2 separate regions of the Mus musculus genome follow, and region 1 is linked to region 2. Evidence: chromatin contacts called from public Hi-C data. All regions are on one chromosome and are shown on one strand. The core of a region is the stretch at or near the end of the contact, and the rest is flanking DNA. Distances in the headings are between cores, read along the strand shown. Region 1 overlaps Gpc6 (glypican 6). Region 2 overlaps Gpc6 (glypican 6).

Region 1 (6,084 bases), core at 110-2,609, 740 kb after region 2:
AGGTAGACAAAATACTCTTAAAATTCAGCACTGGCCTTCTGTAACATTTGGGGAACCACTGTAGGCATAGAGCCTGTGGCTCTTAGCTTCGTCTGCCAACGAGATGTCCCATTGGACTATTTTGTAAGTGAGATTTTCCATTTTCTGTATGGACTGTTAATTTTAGCAAATAACTCATCAAATGATCAAGAACTAGAATTTTTTATTCTAGCTGCTAACTTTAGTAAAGCTGTTTATTAAACTCTGCTTTACCTTGACATAGTAAATTGAGTAAATATGGCAGCAATTTGTTTCATGTGAACGCATGGCTCCCTCTAGCTCTTCAGGCAGAGGAAGAAATGTCCCAGCCTTGGTTTGGAAGAGACCGTTGCCTATAAAGCTTAAACTGTCCACCCTAGCTCCATAACCCATATGACTGTAGATCGTGTCAGTGAAAATAATCTACCTTTTTCACTTCACTTTTTTCAGTGTCTTCTCTAGGCATCATATGTTATCTTCAAAATGGCTTTGAAAATTGGGAAGCCATGTTGTCCCAAGTTTAAGATGAAGTACTGGAGCTAGTTTTCCACATTTTGAGACTCTTCTTAGTGACTATTGCTATGGTCAGAAGTTAACCCCTGGAACCTCAAGATGTAATTACTGGAGTTGTCCCTTATAAAGGAGGTCTGAGGAGGCCTCTCACCAGTCTATCTGCTAAGGACGGACAGACAGTGTCATCTACAGATTGCCTGGTCCCTGAACCCTACACTTCACAGCCTGTAGAACTACAAAAGTTCCTGTTATGAATGGATGACCCGGTCGAAGGAATTTCGCCGTAGCACTTCAAGTCTCCTGAACACTTGTCTATTACCTCTCCGCTGTCCGTTGTGAAAGTAATGGCCACAACTGGATCCATTACACACAGTCCTGTGCAGACATGCTGGCTCCTTGTTTCCTTGGGCTTCGATGTAATAGATTGAAATTCTCCAGTTATTCTTCCAGCAAACAGTGTGGTCTCTAGGGTGGTAATACAAACTAGAATCTCCTAGATGAAGAAAACAGTCTCAAAACCCCCAGTCCGAGTGAATTGAGACAGCATGAAGGGATGCCTGTGTTTAATTAAACCACCAGAGCTCAACTCACAGATTTCAAGACAGCACAGTTAACCGTGGCTTCTCTGACTTAGCTGAGAAGAAAGTGGGGAGATGAGATTAGTCCCACACAGAGACTATCCACAAACATTGCCTCTCAAGTTGCCAATAATGACTCTGGCGAATATGTTATCAAAGCAGCAAAGAGAAGGCAGAGACCGAGAAGACGGGGAAACTAGCCACTAGCCGCAAGTGTACCTCTGAAAAAGGTGAACAGTGTACTTGTTTAGGAGAACTATGTCAATACATTCCAGTTCTAAATACATTTGCAAACCGACAACACATCTCTTACTCTGCTGCTCCCCCCTCCTTCCCCTTCTCTTGCCTATAAAACAATAAAATGTCTCATTGTCCAGCACTCTCCATCTTAATGCCAGTGTCTTTCATCTCAGAAGACCGATAGACTTCTGAGATATTATCTTTGTAATCCTCTTAAGGGAGAGGAGCCATGAGGCAGAGAGCTCCCTAAAGCCCGCGTGTCTTTTGAGACAGCTAGTGAGGAAAGCTGATCCCTTTGAATATTCACAGCACTTGTCCATACCAAAGGTTCTGAATACTTTCTGGAATTATCTAATTATCCCTTAGAATGAACTGGGCAGAAGGGAACCCAGATGCTAGTTTTAAAAGTGTTGAAAAAGGTCGGCCTAAAGATGTGTTTTATACCTTCTACAAACTTCTATTTTCTTGTAAGAGAGAGAGAGAGAGAGAGAGAGAGAGAGAGAGAGAGAGAGAAGGCTTTTTATTTTAAACTTTAACTGACGAGTGGTAGCACAAACCTTGGAGGCAATTCTATCAGAACTTCATTTCTCTTAGCAAGTCTGAGCCATCCTCATCTCAGGGGTGGAAGTTCCTAGAGGAACCCCACAACTTACATCACGAACACATCGAAACACGTTTCAGCATGAAGTAGCTGTGAATGCTCCTAATTCAATACAGGAACTCTGCTGCTTCTGCACATCTCTGAGCCCTTACAGATCATATTGTGTGGAAACTACAGGTCAGGGGTTGGCGCTGTGGCCCAGTGGATAAGGAAGGATGCTTGCTGCTCTTCCAGGGGACCTGAATTTGACTCTCACCTTGGGGGTGCTTCAGTAGCTTTAACTTCAGCTCCAGGTGATCCAGTGCCACCTTCTGGCCTTTGTGGGCACTGCACTCCCAAGCATAAAACCACACACAGGCACATAAGTAAAAATAAACATTAACATCTGGGATAAAAAGACAGAATGAAAGAAGCGTCAGGTCAGGTGTCTTCCCCGTCACATTTTTTTTCACTAAGGCAGAACTTACAGGAAGTGTGAGTTATGGACTGACGTAATTATAGAACGATCACCAAGCACTTGTGTGTCTAGATACTGGCTTGTGTGTCCCCTGCTTCATGTGACCACAACCGATGCTGGTGTGGTAAATTGTGCCTACTGAAGAGAGGAGGAGGACAGGGCTCAGAGAAGCCACCCTGTTCACACAGCATAGGTTCCCTCCAGCAGACACTGTCTCTCTACTTTCCCTTCATGAACACAGTTTTAGGACTTTAGAAACCACCTTAGAATCTAAGCTTGCATCTCCAGCTCTGATCACTTGACCACCTAGCTCTCATTTAATGTCAGATCCTATCTATCGTACTATTAACTCTTATCTATTTCTTCTTTTGTTGGAAATATAAAACATTGGGGTGCCTAGGCTACCAGGCTGCTTATACTAACCTAGACTGGGCCCCCTGTGCTCATACTGCTATTGAAGAAATCTCAGAAAACAAGAAAATTCCATATTTATGTCCAGGAGTTCCATTTGCCACCCACCCAAGGAACCCCATGTTTTCTAAACACCTTTTCTAACCGATAGATTACATGTTGTCTTATTATCTACAAGCTAATATGGCAAATCACTGTGAACTGGGTGCCTGTCTCTATCCGGTCACTGATTGTGTCTTTGATCATCATAACACCATGGTTTTAGAGAGTAGGTCTCAATTTGGGGATCTGGGAAAGATACAGGTAGGTATTTGTACATGCATGAAATGCACAGATATGCATTAAATGCGCAACCATGAATCATTTCACTTTGTGGGAATCTCTATGGTTTGGCTCTCAGACCCAGCAATCTCTGCTTTGAAATCACCTTCAAAATCTAAACGTGGCATATATAATGGAAAGCTACTGGGACACATTACCTAATCTGTGGTCTGTCCTTAGCACCTTAAACAACCCACCACAAAGCATGAAACCTCCCCCCAGAACACATAGCATACATTCTCCAGGGAATCCCAACCCCAGTGATCTAGCTTGACCCCAGCAGTCAGTGGGGCTCTTTCCTTCCTGAGGTGTGGTTAGACTGGCTGTTAACTCTTCAGTGCCCAACTCTCTCTAATCTCAGCAAGGCCTTTGCTACTGCTCCCTGTTCTGTCTCGATGCTCCTTAAAAGTCAGCTGTCATTTTCAAAGCAATCCAAAATAGCCCACTCAACAGATCCCCGGAGCTTTGGGAATGTTAAGGCCCTCCATCAGCAGCGACCTTACTACAAGGAAGTGATTTAGGCACTGTGGAAGAAAAGGCCCACTGTCTTTATCACGCTGGTTGCGCCATCAACTTCAGAAATTGTGAGAGGGAAGAATAATCAATAGTGTGTTAAGACCAGTCTCCGAGCATGCCAAGACCAAGCACCCTGGGCTGCAAAACGTTGCGTCCAAGGAGAAGTCCAAATGCACAAAAGAGAAATTAATTGTAGTGGTGAAGCAAAATGGATTGCATCTCCAGGTGGAATTTGTCATTGGGAATGGAATGGCACTCAAGGGCTCTCTGCGTCCTTCAGTGGGATCATATAATATGCAGGATGAAAAAAAAATGCTTCAGGTTAAACAACCCAGAATCAAGTGACAACACGCATGATCACACAGTAAATATGCATGTGCCGGTCAAGAATTAACCCAAATAGTTGAGGGAAGTGTCTGTAATTCAGATTAAAACACCATTGCATCCTCTCCCTGGCCCTTTCCTCTTTCCACTCCTCCTGTGTGCTCCTCGGTCTCTCTAAGATCCATCTGTCCACCCTGCTGTTCACTGGTGTCCCTGAGCCTTACGTGATATTCTGGGCATATCAGTGAGACGAGGTACCCAACAATCGCTTTTCTCTGCACTTTGATTGGTTGTCATTTTCTGTAACGTTCCCTGTCTGTTTCAGAGAGCGTTCTTTGTTGACGGATGAGTTTTACACTTACTTGTGGGTATAAAGATAAAGATTTAGAATCCAGTGGGGATTGTGCTAGGTTAATTAAGTGATGGCTGTAGGTTCTTCTCCAAGATCCATGACTTCATTAGTCCTGGTACGGCTAGGTTTCCAGTGCAAGGCATCATTTTTCTAAGAAGTACCTAGAAGATAAACCATGAAGTACCTAGAAGATAAACCATCTCCTATACAAAAATGTTAGAAACTCAAAGTTGAACTTGAATATGTTAGTATGTGTATTAGTCAGGGTTCTCTCGATGAAAAGATGAGTTTGTGTGTATGTGTGTGTGTGTGTGTGTGTGTGTGTGTACGTGTATGTTTGTGTGTATGTATGAACGTGTATGTTTGTGTGTATGTGTGTATGAGTATATCAATGTATGTATGTGTATATGTGTGTATATATGAATGTATGTATGTGAGTGTATGTGTGTGTATGTATCAACTTAAAACAGTCTTCACAAGTCCACCCCTTGTCAACTTGACACACAACCATACCTCCTTATATTATACTTAACTTCTAAATAAAAACAATAGCCAGGTCATAATTTCATCTAACATGATAAAACTAATCCACATGCAATTACAAATAAGTCATATCTTTAAAGAGGTCATAATTACACTGATCATGATATAACTGCCCTTGTATAACCTCAAACACATAAATTTTAGAATAGGTGGCAATATCCCTTAAAAGTCATTCTTTCAGTACCTCAAACTTAAATGTGATAATGAATAGTATTCTCTTAATTGATATTATATTATATAACAAACAGAATGGAGAAAACACAAATATCTATACAAGCACATTCTTAACAAAATATAACAGAAACACTCAACATTGATTATAATGATTTTGTCTGCAACTGATCACACAGCCTTAGCTGGTATTTATAACTACCTTCCTCTACTACCCATTCTGTATTTCCTCCACCCTCAGCATGCACCTCAGCAGGGCTTGCCTCTTTGCCTAGAAAAGTGACCCATGCCTTCATTCCTGAGGGATCTGTACTGTTTGTTACTCTGCCTGGATTAGGTTGTTGTAGATTTCCAATGTCTTTAATCACAGGACACGGTAGTACCAAGAGACACCCTAAAGGACCTCCTGCACCCAGACATAATCATTCTACCTCCATTGTGGAGAGCCAATCCAATTCCCCCTTTTGTAATTTGGATCAATCACCCCTCTTAGCACTCTTATTACTTTCTTAGCCTGTCAGTTAAGGGCATCAGAATCCCAAAGCAGCCGGGAGAGGTCTGAGCTTCTAGTTCAGTGGAACTTTGGTGTGTCTCTAGGCAGAAGCATCCACCCTGACACACACAGTCTTGAACAAAACTTCTAGGCCAGGAAAAGGCTCAAGGAACAGGAAGCAAAAGCTATTCAGTTGGTCACTAGGGGCGATAGCGAATGAAACTACTCTCTTTTCTACTCCTTGAATCCTGAACCCATGGATCCTGGCTATGGGGGAAACTATACCACATATTGGATGCTGATCTAAAGCATAGTCTCTCTTCTGGAGAACCCTGCCCCAGGCCTCCACATTGCTGCCACCTCATTGGCGCTGTAACTGGGCCTTCAAAAGGCCATTCCATTTTTCTATCAGGCCAGCTGAATCAGAATTGTTGAGAACATGGTAAGACTACTGGATTTTTAAATTGTGGGCCCACTTTCACACTTTGCTAACTGTAAAGTGAGCTCCTTGGTCAGAGGCAACACTGTGTAGAACAATTTAATGGT
Region 2 (5,786 bases), core at 2,395-4,894:
ATACAGGCTTTCAGTTATTTAGACACTGGTCGTCGGTGACCTCAAGACAGGAATATCAGTAGTAGTGTTATGATATATACCCTAGTGTATAGTGATAGGACCTCTCATGGGGTTGGGCATAGTTTTGTTTAGGCAAGAACAGGAATGTACACGTGAATGATGCTCTAGCTCTTGTTTGGAAACATAATAGATTCATGGGGATTCCTGACATTGATCTATTGCAAGATAGCATTCAGATTTAGCTTTTACAACTTCCTTTAAAAGACATGTGCATGTTATTTATTGTTCATGGTTCTTTCTGGCTTTGGTCATGTTTAAGTAGCATGACCATTATTTGGCTTCCTTTTCTTAAGCAGCTAATGTGTCCTCGCTGAGCTCCCGGTGTGGGGATGTGCCATACCATTCACATTTCAAGGCATGCACAAGGATGGCACTTGTGTGTGCTCTTGCTGTTATTGTCTTAACTTTCCCTTGTCCTGAAAAGCCTCCCTCTCTTCAGGACCCTGTTTCTGGTGAGATCTGGCAGTGGCATGCTTTACATCATGATGTGTAGAGATAGGACCTACCATAGGGCTTGGAATGGCTTTGTCCACGCTGACTGCAGAGCGTTTCCTCAGCAGAGACTCAATAGACCTCCCTGCACACCTGCTTCAAAACTGCTGCTCTTGGGTTTCGCAATGTGGGCTTTTTCTTGGAATCCTGTGTACTACTGCCCACCAGGAGTGCATGACAATAGTTACCCCTGAGTCCTCACACTGGGGATCACTGAAAGGTGCTGGGAGGAAGGACCCAAATCAAGGAGCCCAGGGTGCTAGACAGCAATCTGAGATGTAAGTGATTTACTGGATCCAGTGGCTGGACTTGGGAAGAACTCAGTGAAGAATAAGAGCATGAGGTTCACAGAGTTAGTAGAGATTTGGATGTTATGCTGTTTGAGTTATTAATTTATTCTCTAGGCGTCCATCATTCAGAATAGCCATTCATTGATCAGCAGTCAGGGTCAGCAAGAGAGGCGGGGCCAGCAATGAGGAACACTTCCATAGAGTAGTGAGGAAATTCATTTTCTATGAAAGCTTACAAGCCATAAAGGGAAATTTGCATCTCATCTGACATTCCACCAGCTTGCAACTTGTCTACATCCTGGGAACACTTCTTCAGTGTTCACTTGTGTTTACTTGGAATTAAATGTGAATTAGTCAGTGCATGCTAGGAATATGTTTTAAAGTTTCTTGTTAATATCACTGTTTAAACATTTTTTTTTCTGTAATGAAAATCTTATTCTTAGGGTTAAACCAGTCTCATGTACTCATCTTTTAAAGAACATAGAAAGTGTTATGGTTAAAAATAGGCAACAAACCCTAAGGGCATTGAATTTGCAATGGCAGTTCTTACCTGATTCTCCAAAAACACGGCCCAATCTCCCTAGACTGGGAAATCTCCTAGAAAATATCACATTTAGAAGACTAAGCCACATGCACGTGTGAGAAATGACACCTGAAGATAACAAAGACCTCACTCTAAATCTCCGTGCCTCCTCTGGTTAGCCAGAACCTTCTGTTATTTTAGACACAGTTCCTGTATATTGTGAGTGATGTTAGTGTCCTGGGCTCAGTCAGGACCGTGTTGTACATACTTCTAAATTTTGCACATGTAGCGCAGAAATCAGAGGAAACAAGATGAAGGCCATTGTGTTGTTTAATTAGAGGATGGTGAGTTTTGACACCATAGAAGCTATTTCTAAAGCACTTAAATCCCAAAGTTCTAGTCAACAATTTGATCAGATTTTTTAGCAGAGAAAAGGCAAAATGAAAAACAGTCAGCTCTGTGAGCTATACCCATTAGAGCTCCTCTTTCCTTGAATGTCAGTGTCTTAGGGTTTTACTGCTGCGAACAGACACCATGACCAAGGCAACTCTTATAAGAACATTTAATTGGGGCTGGCTTACAGGTTAAGAGGTTCAGTCCATTATCATCAAGGCAGGAACATGGCAGCATCCTTCAGGCATGGTGCAAGAGGAGCTGTGGGCTCTACATCTTCATCTGAAGGTTGCTAGCAGAAGACTAGCTTCCAGGCAGCTAGGATGAGAGTCTTAAAGCCCACACCCACAGTACCATGCCAACTCCAAAAAGGCCACATCTTCTGGAACAGGGACACATCTTCTAATAGTGCCACTTCCTGGACATAGAATACACAAACCATGACTGGTGGGGAATCAGGATGAGAGCATCTGCTCTTATCCGAAGGCACTGGAGTTGAAGGCCCTGATATATTGAACAGAAACTCCTTGTCTGACTTTCCTCATTAAGTGTCTCCTGAATTTTCAAAATGTTGACATGAACATAAAAGTGAATGACACTTGGTATTTTGTTTAAATTTTGCAGTCTTCATCCATGTGGACACGTGTGTGTTGGACCTGAAAACTGAGATAGCGCCTCCCAAAGATGACATAGAATGATGCATTAGGAAAGAAGTAACTTAAAGAGAAGAGGTCAAACACATGCTGACTAGTTGATACACAAAAGGTTGGACCTCAGCAAAATTGTGAGGCAGAGAGCAACTTGTTTTCAGGGATGCTGGCGTTAAACCGCTGAGCAACATCCTTAACTCCAAAGACACTTTTGTAATCAATCTATTGATTTGCTTCCCTTTAATGTCGCCATTTCCTGGTCTTCCTTAGTCCATCATGGCAGTTTATCACGAGTAGGTATGGGTTTATGTATTGTCCCATTTAGCCCACACTTTTTTAATGTAATTCCTGTGATGGTTGCTGAATTACAGCACTGGAGTCCATGTCTGCAATATGGCCAGGACATAGTGCTATCCTGTTGCTTTTCAGAATCCATTTGTATGTGTGGGTATGGGAGGACCTTTAATGTAGAAATGAGCAAAGGTATTTGTTAAGGCCAAGATTGTAACTATTTTAAGTACTATGAGCCATATTGAAGCATCCTGTCCATATTGAAGACATGAGATTTTTATTTCATAGATTTAAAATGTAAAAAATTGTATTTTGCCCCCTATGCTGTACTAAGCAGGGATTTTGCCACTGGGTCACATTACTGATCCCTGCTTTTAGAAACATTGTTCCAGGCCTCAATTAGCTCGCCACTCCAGGCCACTACCATCTCACAACTGAGTTTTTACATTTTAATTTCAATTTGTATATATATGTTTTTGTTTTATGTATGTATGCTCACATGCGTGCCACAGCATGGGCACAAAGATCAGAGAACAGCTTGTTGGAATCAGTTCTTTCCTTCTGTCATATGGAGTCCTGAGAATTGATTGTCCGTCTTTAGGCTTGATCTCCTACTCCATGAACCACTGAATCATCTCAGTATTGTAATGCCTCCTTTGTAAGGGCCAAGGAGCTAGCTATGCCTTCTACATAAAAGTTCAGGAAAGGTGGTAATTCGGCAATGGATGTCTGCAAACAGCTGCAGTGCAGAAGGGCAGGACTCACTTCAAGTGGAAAAGCCCAGAGTGTCAGGCAAAGCAGTCATTGGCTTTTGGCTGGTATTCAAGGGAGTGATGCAAAGAAGAGAAAGAGGTCGTTACAGTTTTTAGTTAGAAGCTCAGAGATGCTGGCATGCTTCCGAGTGCATATGGCAGGATGTCTATAAAAAGCTTCATTGCGGGAGGGGCTTCTGGGAACTGAGCATGGATTGTGATGGTAGGATAATCACTCCTCTCACTGCTTAGCGTGTCTTCAGGTGACTCAGCTTTCCTAAGGGTTGGTCCTCACAGGAAGTGACTGACAGGTCCAGCTACATTGACTCTCATGCAGGGTTCCAAGGTCACATAAGTTGGCCAGAGATAGAACTCAGATTCTACAGTTTTGACCAAGAGGAAATAGTTTTTCTTTACAAGGCCTCTTGAATATATCATCTTTTCCTTTCATATATTTTAATACCTAAGGAAGGGCAGTTGCGAAGTTTCCTTTTCTGAAGTTTCAGATCTATGAGCTGTTTACTTAATGGAATGAGTGGGTAGCCTATAGTTTTGGTCACACCCTCACATGTAGCTTTCTTTCTTTCTTTTTTGTTTGTTTGTTTTTTTTGCTTTTCGAGACAGGTTTTCTCTGTGCAGCCCTGGCTGTCCTGGAACTCACTTTGTAGACCAGGCTGGCACATGTAGCTTTCTAAGCAGCTGTGTAAAATGAAAAGAAAGGCAGTGCGAAACCAGACGAGAAACTTAAGCCCTCAAGCACTCTGGCATTGCTGGCCACTGGCCAGGACAAATCCCAGAACATTTCCAGATTGTGCCTAAGGAAAAGGTTGCTTTCCAAGTTTCCTCCCTATACTGCTAGACCAGTCTCTCTCTCCTGCTTTGACTCTCCCATATGCTAGGAAGTAAGATCCAGTGGTACCCGAGGTAGGTGTGAATGTCTCCTATAGATGTTCCTCCATGCATATTCCATGCCCTGATTCTAGAGTCTGTCTTTACGTAGACATGGTATGTATTGGGGTGGGGGTATTTGAGCTGAGAAGACCTAGAAAGAATTCTAAGTATAAATAATGCAAGCTCTTACCATTGTATGAAAATTAGCCAATTCATTGCTGAGAAACTCACTGACTATATGATATGCATTGTCTTCTCCGATAAAGCTTCTGAGAGTTTTTGGCATGTTTGGCAGATAGTAGTGACATTTGCACATTAGAATAATAAATACAGGATATAATCTCTTAAAAGTTGGAAAGATACCATTTTCTATTTAGCTCCCTTCTGTCTGATATAGTGTTATTCAAGGACAGAAGACTGATACTTTCCGAACTACCCCATCCCTGCTCTCCTTTGAATTCTTAAAAAACAACAAACTTACACATGCCATGCATCTCACCCAGAGTGGTGGTGGCTCAGTCCCATGCCCAAACACAGAAGCTCTGGTCAAAGGGGTTGCCATGAGCTGGAGGGAAGTCTGGACTTCAGAGTGCGTTTCAGGCTAGCATGGCCTAAGATGTTAAACTTGTCTAGCAAGTCCAAATATAACAAATAAAATAATATGCTTTTTAATTACGTTAGTCTCTGAGCAATATTACTAACTAAAAGAATGAATGAATGAACAAACAAATCAATCAATCAATCAATAAATACAACATATATTAAGGATTGAACGAACACTAAAAATTTCTGAGAGGAAAGAAGAAAGAGGTTAACACAGCAGCAGAAAATGGCCTCTAATTTAGTAATATATTAGAAATGAGAAACAGGAAATGATGAAAACAGGAGCTGTCCTTAACTGCATGTGTTCTGCGGAATTGTTTTCTCCATAGTAAATTGCTTGAATTGGAGGGTTACTATACAGAGTGAATGTTTGAGTTAAGTTCCATCATACACAATGAGGGATATGTTTTCATCAATTAGATAATCAGTGAAGTGAGCAGAGAAAAATGCAGGGATGTAGAATCTGTGCACACGATCGAGCTAATTGAGACTCTGTGGGCACAATGGAGCACAGCAACTGACCATCACCTCACTTGATCTCGGAATCCTGTTTAAGCCATGTCATCAGAGAACTTAACACTGCCACCACTCTCCACATTCTCCACAGGGATTTCCACATTGGCAGGCTATATGTCACAAGGGGAGAAATAATGCTTTAGATAGAGTCTAATCCAAGGAGTCAGTAAATATTTTTTAAGTCTGTTTTCATGAAAATAAGCATGCAATGAAGAAACTGGGAGGCTAGGCCAGACGGAAAGGGAGACACTAAGGCTAGAGTATTTTAAATCACAAGGTAACATTATAAAAATGGTAAAACATGATCAGTTCAGTTTTAATTAGA

The links. Hi-C and Micro-C count contacts between places; a contact is called where the count stands out from the background.
Region 1: a Hi-C map of the N1E-115 cell line shows a contact between it and region 2, with 3 times the contacts expected there. The contact joins two enhancer-like sites. A contact is called at or near these places in 3 of 484 Hi-C or Micro-C datasets (the N1E-115 cell line, embryonic stem cells and myocytes).

Annotation. Positions count from the first base shown.
Region 1 is chr14:117,880,197-117,886,280 of GRCm38.p6, forward strand. All of the region lies in intron 5 of Gpc6 (glypican 6), which reads left to right. Among named protein-coding and RNA genes, the nearest start is that of Gm52110, 27 kb to the right of the region's middle. Within about 2 kb of position 1,360, at least 8 of the 459 cell types and tissues checked have an H3K27ac peak or open chromatin away from gene starts, as enhancers often do. A contact at or near this core is called in the N1E-115 cell line, where this site is marked.
Region 2 is chr14:117,142,672-117,148,457 of GRCm38.p6, forward strand. All of the region lies in intron 1 of Gpc6 (glypican 6), which reads left to right. Gm52112 (a long non-coding RNA gene) reads left to right here. Exons shown (of 2, transcript XR_003951116.1): 1 at 1-5,786. Among named protein-coding and RNA genes, the nearest start is that of Gm52112, 17 kb to the left of the region's middle. Within about 2 kb of position 3,645, at least 20 of the 459 cell types and tissues checked have an H3K27ac peak or open chromatin away from gene starts, as enhancers often do. A contact at or near this core is called in the N1E-115 cell line, where this site is marked.